Regions from separate parts of the Mus musculus genome. Here region 1 is linked to region 2. A link is a contact called in public Hi-C data. All regions are on one chromosome and are shown on one strand. The core of a region is the stretch at or near the end of the contact, and the rest is flanking DNA. Distances in the headings are between cores, read along the strand shown. Region 1 has its middle 39 kb from the start of Gm33318. Region 2 holds the start of Akr1d1 (aldo-keto reductase family 1, member D1).

What was found. A called contact is a pair of places that touch in the nucleus more often than the background predicts.
Region 1: a Hi-C map of liver shows a contact between it and region 2, with 2.7 times the contacts expected there. The contact joins the enhancer-like site here to the promoter of Akr1d1 in region 2. A contact is called at or near these places in 6 of 39 promoter capture datasets (the 3T3-L1 cell line, embryonic stem cells, liver and 2 more), 1 of 15 datasets of contacts at CTCF or cohesin (the NIH/3T3 cell line), 7 of 484 Hi-C or Micro-C datasets (embryonic stem cells, liver and pancreatic cancer cells), 3 of 115 datasets of contacts at active chromatin or transcription factors (embryonic stem cells, kidney and liver) and 3 of 9 other capture datasets (adipose tissue, liver and pancreatic islet).

What each region holds. Positions count from the first base shown.
Region 1 is chr6:37,479,739-37,482,832 of GRCm38.p6, forward strand. No RefSeq gene overlaps it. Among named protein-coding and RNA genes, the nearest start is that of Gm33318, 39 kb to the left of the region's middle. Within about 2 kb of position 1,608, at least 26 of the 459 cell types and tissues checked have an H3K27ac peak or open chromatin away from gene starts, as enhancers often do. A contact at or near this core is called in liver, where this site is marked.
Region 2 is chr6:37,528,320-37,531,899 of GRCm38.p6, forward strand. It overlaps Akr1d1 (aldo-keto reductase family 1, member D1), which reads left to right and starts at 1,854. Exons shown (of 9, transcript NM_145364.2): 1 at 1,854-2,018. The coding sequence starts at 1,926. Gm33429 (a long non-coding RNA gene) reads right to left here and starts at 3,084. Exons shown (of 4, transcript XR_868980.3): 1 at 2,861-3,084; 2 at 2,235-2,751.

The DNA.
Region 1 (3,094 bases), core at 358-2,857, 49 kb before region 2:
TCCCTGGGGAAGACCAGCATTCCTTAGATGCCCGTGGGGCTGTGACCTTAGTTTTTCTCTAGTCCACTTTAGCACGTCCATGGTTGTTGTATTTGTTCAGCTCGTGTTTAGGCAGTTAGATTAGTGAGGCTTTGTGGGTGTAGCTTTTGACTTTACTAGGAGACACAACTTCACAGCAAACTCCGTGGCCCTCTGGCCTTTATAGATGCAGGAGTTATTTTGTAGATGTATTCACTAGGATTGAGCTCCACAACTCTGCATTTTGATTGCTTGTGGGTTTTTTTTTTTTTTAATGATCTCCCATCTGTTGCAAAGAGAAGTTTTCTTATTTTTCTTATTTTTTTTTTTTTGGCAATTCTTCTACTGTTTTGCACAACTATCCTATCAATTTTCATTCCCAGTACCAAAGTACAAGGAAACTTACATCATCTCCAACAAATGTTGTCTTTTGTTGTTTGTATATGTCTTGGTTATTGAAATGCCAGCATCAATCTGAGAACCTCAGGCAAACATTTATCACTGAACTATGCCCTCATCTCTGATCTAATAGCCATTCTAACTGGTGTAAGCTGATATTTAATTTGGGACTAAATTCACATCTACTTGACAATTAATAATGTCAAAATTTTTGAGCTGGTCATTGTGTGTATTCAGGGCCTTTGTCCATTTGGGGGGGGGTCAGGAGGTGCTTCAGACAGGAGTTCTCTGTATAATAGCCCTGACTATCCTAGAACTCACTATGTAGACCAAGTTGGACTCCAACTTACAAAAATCCACCTGCCTTTGCCCCTCCAGTGCTGGGATTAAAGGTGTGCACCACTACTCGACCCTTTGCCCCATTTCTTAATTGTTTATGTTTAAAACTATAGTATGTTTCATTGATCCTGGCAGTTTCAAACATGAGAAGTGTGTCTTGATCATGTACACCCCAGCTCCCTTCCTCCTACCTGTTACTCTTCCCCTCTTCATGTTGTCTCCTGTTGTTGAAGCCCACTGAATCTGTGTTGCCTGTTGATCTTGTGTAAGAAGGATAGACACAGTAGTTTCATGGTGCAATGACAATGTCATGTCCCAAAAGACTGCACTTCACATTAATCCTCCAGTTCTGTTCCCCGAACCTTCATGGAGAGGGGTCAACGGTCAGTCACTTTTTCTCACCACTTTGATCAATTATGAATCTCCACATTAATTGATGATAACTGTAAAGAGGAACTCCTCTGGCCAAGGACAACAACAGCATTAATCCATACATGTAGAAGAATTTTAAGTAACATGGCTGCTCTGGCAAGGGCTCACATCCAAAGACCATATAGGTCTATGTGATCCAGATGGAATGATACACCTTCAATCCCCCTGGCTGGAATATATATCTTTAATCCCTCTGGCTAGAATACAGACACACATTTAATACATACATTTAATCCCAAACAATGACATTTAATTTCCGGGCAAACAAAGTGAAGAATCAGAGAAAATTTGACAAAATGAGTCAGAGATGAGATATGCCCAACTCTTACAAGAACAGACAGGAAACAGAGGCTACTTAAGAGCAGTGCAGGAAGTGGAGTTCAGTTGAGTTCAGTGAAGGTCAGGTAAATGCGGTTGAGTGTGTGCAGTTCCGTTCAGTTCCATTCAGGTCACACAGTCACTGCAATCAGCACAGTTCAGTTCATGAGGTTCAGAGGCAGTTTTTCCAAATAGAGCAATTCAGTTAGAAACAGAGAGAAGCCAATTTGAATTAGTCATCTTGGAAAGGAGTTGGAACCAGAACAGCAGAGTTGAACCAGCCAGCCAGAGTTCAGAAAGAGCTAGCAACGGTCATGAGTTTATTCAGCAGTTAGTCTCAGAGGCTGAAACATTCTAGGCCTAGGTTAGCAGATGGAGGCTGGAAGCTAAAGCCTTCAAGGTCTGGGCTTGGAGAAGATTAGATTCTATGGAGGCTAGGAGCTTCCAGGCCTAAGCCTAGGAATAGATAGAACAGAAAGAAATGTTCTGGGCTCAGCCTAAGCATTGTGTTCACACAGCTTAATTAAGGCTCTCATCTCATTACTTCATCATTTATACACACATATAAATATAAATTTGATTATTTATTTTCTTATTGTTGAGGTATATCTCCCATATATTAAATATTGAGTTCTTATGATAGTGGTTCTCAATGGTTGTGAGGTCACCACAACTTGAGGAACTGTATTAAAGTGTCATTGTCGTAGTGTGTAAAAGGGACCCAGATCTCAGTAGGCACATAGACCTTAGCACAACTGACTTCATAATGGAACTACCATTCAGGCTGTAAAACTCAGCACATAGACAGCATCCCTTGCCAAAACTAAAACAAAGACCTAATCTATCAAAGTCCATATAGTTCTGGGAACGTCTCAAAATATACTAACTAGTTCTGGGAACATCTCAAAATATACTAACTTTTTTTTTTTTTAGTTTTTATAATTCTTTGTCTGGCTAACTGTTCTTCTTAGCTGAAGTATGTCAACCCAGAACATGTGTTTTGTACTTGAAAGATCATCCTGAGAAAGGCCTAGTGCTACATTGATATCCTGAGGACCCAGTGTAGCTGCTAACTAGTTAATAAGGACTTCTGTTGGCTTTAACCCATGTGCATGAAGTCTTCTCTTGTCTCGTCCGCTCTCAACCAGCAAGAACGACACGACCACCAGTCCTTCTAACAGCAGTTTATTCAGCAAACTTCTGTCTTCATCTCTCTCGCTTCATCTTTTTCCTCATCTTCCTCTTTCTCTCTCTCCCTGACCCGGGCCTCTCACTCTTATATACTCTCAGCCCTCATCCACTCAGGGCAGGCCACGTCACCTCACCAGGCACACAGCTTCAGCTAATCAGGGCAGCAGGGGCATGTCTCCACCAAAATGGATTCGCCAGTATCCTGGTGCACCTGCGCAGCTCTTACGATGGTTGTGGCTTATTTTCAGGTGTATGAGGAAGTCAGGTGCAAGTCATAAGACTTAGCTGCAGTCCCTGGCGCCTTCTTGGGACTGCTGCCACACCCGCTCCTCACATTCTCTGGTAAATACCTCATAACAATTAGGACAAGTGAGAACCACTGTTTTAGGAGGTATGC
Region 2 (3,580 bases), core at 604-3,103:
CCCTGCATGAGGGATAGCTCCTGGGAATAACAAACATGTAAAATACAAGAGATATGGAGTCACCAACACTTCCACTTAGCTTTTTTTTTTTTTTTTTTTTTTTTTTTTTTTTTTTTTAATGGTCTGAGAAGCAGCAGGGGTCAGGGTTGGAGTCATTTCAAGGAGTCCCTGAGATTGTAAATGAATCTGCCAGGGTAAAGCTGAGCCTTCCAGGGAGACCCTGGGAACAGAAGCAGCAAGGACATGGAATTACTAGGAAAGCTGTAGGCAGTCAGTTCTCTGAACCCAGCAAGGCCATTTGGCCTCTTTATGATTTGCCTGTTTCTCTCTCAGGATGGGACTGTTGATTCTGTCCTGGAACTTTTCGGAGGTAGAGTCTAGTCAAGTAGGTCTGGTATTGTAGTTTGACCATCTTGCAGGAGTATGTTTCATGCTCCCACTGTGATAAACTATGCTGCCCAAAGTACAGGCCCAGAGTAATGAGTCAGCGACCTGGGCTCAAGATCTCTACACCAGTGAGACAAATAGTAAACACATTGTTTAAGAGTTGATTTATCTCTGAAATTTTGTTACAGAAAGGAAAGGGCTGACTCCATAGGTCCCTTAGTTACTTCGTAGCCACCCTAGGCATCTGATTAATTAATGCAATGTTAACTTTCATTTCTTTTTCTTTTTTGTTTCTGGTTTCTCTGTGTAGACCTGTCTGTCCTGGAACTCGCTCTATAAACCAGACTGGCTTTAAGAGATTCCCCGGCCTCTGCTTGCCAATGTGTCTACCACCACCAGTGGGCCACTTGTAATGCCAGAATGTTCAAACTCAAGTAAATATTATTTATCATGACTTCAAAGTAAGAGATCATTGGTTCTGGTCATTCAACTGTCAAAGGGAAACTGTACAATGATTGCTTTAAGTGAAAAGATAAAGTGTGACGTACGGATGTGTAGGAAACTGTAAGCTCTATGTGCAGTTTCAGACATCTGTTGTGGACCTTGGAAACATATCTCTCATAGATAAATAGACTACTATACTAGAAAATGGTGTTTGGGGAGTTATTTAGGCTCAACGAAGGCATGAGAGCTATGGCCTCATGATTCTTACCATTAGAGATCCAGCCCCATCACCTCACTCCCAATATGGGCTAATTTCTTTATCGTTTAAGGAAATTGAGGGTAAATCTCTTATTTGCCAACAAATCCCCCCCCCCCCCCGGACAGAAACCAGGTAGATTGCTTTTCTTGAACAAACTGTTTTCCTTTGCAGGACACTAAGCATAACCCTTCAACAGGTTTACTAGTTTCAGGCCTCTGAGGATGTTCCAAACAAAAAACAAGTAAACAAATAACAACAACAAAAAACACTGCCGTACTGGCTGGTTTGTGTGTCAACTTGACACAGGCTGGAGTTATCACAGAGAAAGGAGCTTCAGTTAAGGAAATGCCTCCATGAGATCCAGCTGTGGGACATTTTCTCAATTAGTGATCAAGGGGGAAAGGCCCCTTGTGGGTGGCACCATCTCTGGGCTGGTAGTCTTGGTTCTATAAGAGAGCAGGCTGAGCAAGCCAGGGGAAGCAAGGCAGTAAAGAACATCCCTCCATGGCCTCTGCATCAGCTCCTGCTTCCTGACCTGCTTGAGTTCCAGCCTTGACCTCCTTTGGTGATGAACAGCACAATGGAAGTGTAAGCTGAATAAACTCTTTTTTCCCTAACTTGCCTCTTGGTCATGATGTTTGTGCAGGAATAGAAACCCTGACTACGACAACTGCCTAGAGTTTTCAGAGAGATTGAGAAATCTGTTTGTCTATCATCTTTCCCCACCCTGCTCCTCCTCCTAGTGCTCAGTTCTTTTATGCAATAGGCACCTTTTCAAATAATGTGCCTCTGCCCTGTTCAGAATCACCCCAGAAGCTTCAGATTCTTCTCTACGATGAACCTCAGCGCTGCACACCACCAAATATCCCTAAGTGATGGGAACAACATTCCACTCATTGGGCTTGGAACCTACTCAGATCCTAGACCGGTATGTATATATTCGTGTGTGTGTGTGTGTGTGTGTGTGTGTGTGTGTGTTTGGTGGTGGTGGTGTATGTTGCCTAAACCGATTTTAAATCAGAAGTCAAATTCTATCTGGCCACATTTTTATGTGACCATCCACAGAGTACAGGCTTCAAAGAGTAAAAATAAAGTCACAACATTTTAAGTCTGTGAGTTTGTGGAGAGATGCATTCATAGTCACCTTTGTCCAGATGTGGTCTGTTGGCTACAGGCTAGACTCATCTGTAAGCATGAGTCTATAGAAGCTTCCAGTATGAAGAGAGTGTCTTGCTATGTAGGCATCCTTACCTGTGGAAGCAGAGAAGGTGGAGTTTGGTTCTAGAACTATGCCTAATATCTGAAAACAGTGAAAGGAGAGGAACCACCATCACCACACAGAAGAGTTTCTGCATGGTTGTTTCCCTGAGTTGCTTTGATCCTGTGGTAATGCTGACTCTCAAGGTGGTGAACATCGTGAAGCAACAAGGGTGTCTTTGTGTTGACTGGGAAGCAAACTCCAGTTGAGGGTGTCAGAGGAGCGGCACTGGGGTCTTTATGCTGCCCATGTGTGATCATGCATACTTCCACTCCTCATCAACTACAAATCCCTCATTCCTTACCTTACGCTCCAAGCCTTTATAGGTTAGCCTTTATAGGTTAGCTGACTTGTCTATCCAGCCCATTAGCCACTCTCCGTACATGCAGATCATGACCTAAGGCTGGGGAGAGGCACAGTGGGTGAAGTGTTTGCTTTACAAAGGTGAGGATCTGAATTCACATACCGCTTCCCCACCCCCCATCCCCCACCCCCACTCCCCCGGCACTCACATAAAAAGCCAGGCATGGTGGCTTGTGCCTCTGACTCTAGCTCTATGTAGGGAATGACAGGCAGATTCCATTTCCTCATTGGCCAGCCAGTCTAGTCAAGACCTAGAACTCCAGATTCTCCTGTTCTTCCATAGAGTCCCCAAGCTTCACCTACTGTTTGACTGTGGATGTCTGCATCTGTCTGAGCTAGCTGCTGGGTGGAGCCTCTCAGAAGACAGCCGTGCTAGATTCCTGTCTGCAAGCATAATAGAGCATCATTAATAGTGGCAGGGATTGGTGCTTGACCATGAGATGGGTCTCAAGTTGGGCTGGCTATTTTTTAAAGATAGGGTCTTACACTGATCCTAGAGCTCACTAGCTGCTACAGTGGCCGACCAATGAGCTCCAAGGATGCTTGTCTCTGCTCCTCAAGCCAGCACTGTGGATACAGACTCACCCCTTCATGTGTAGCTTTTATGTGGGTGCTGGGGATCCAAGTTCAGGCCTTCAAGTTACTATGGCATGCAGTTTACCAACTGAGCCATCTCGAAGCCCCCTATAGTAAACTTTGAAGGGTCAAATCAAAGGATACCTCTTCCCACTCACAACATCCTAATTCCCACATGTTCACACATGGTCTCCTGTCCTACTGACACTCCATAATCTTTCTCACTAGCCTGAGAAGTTTATTAGAAAAGACCGTTGCTTGTTCAACTCTAGAGTCTCATGACAATGCCTTGT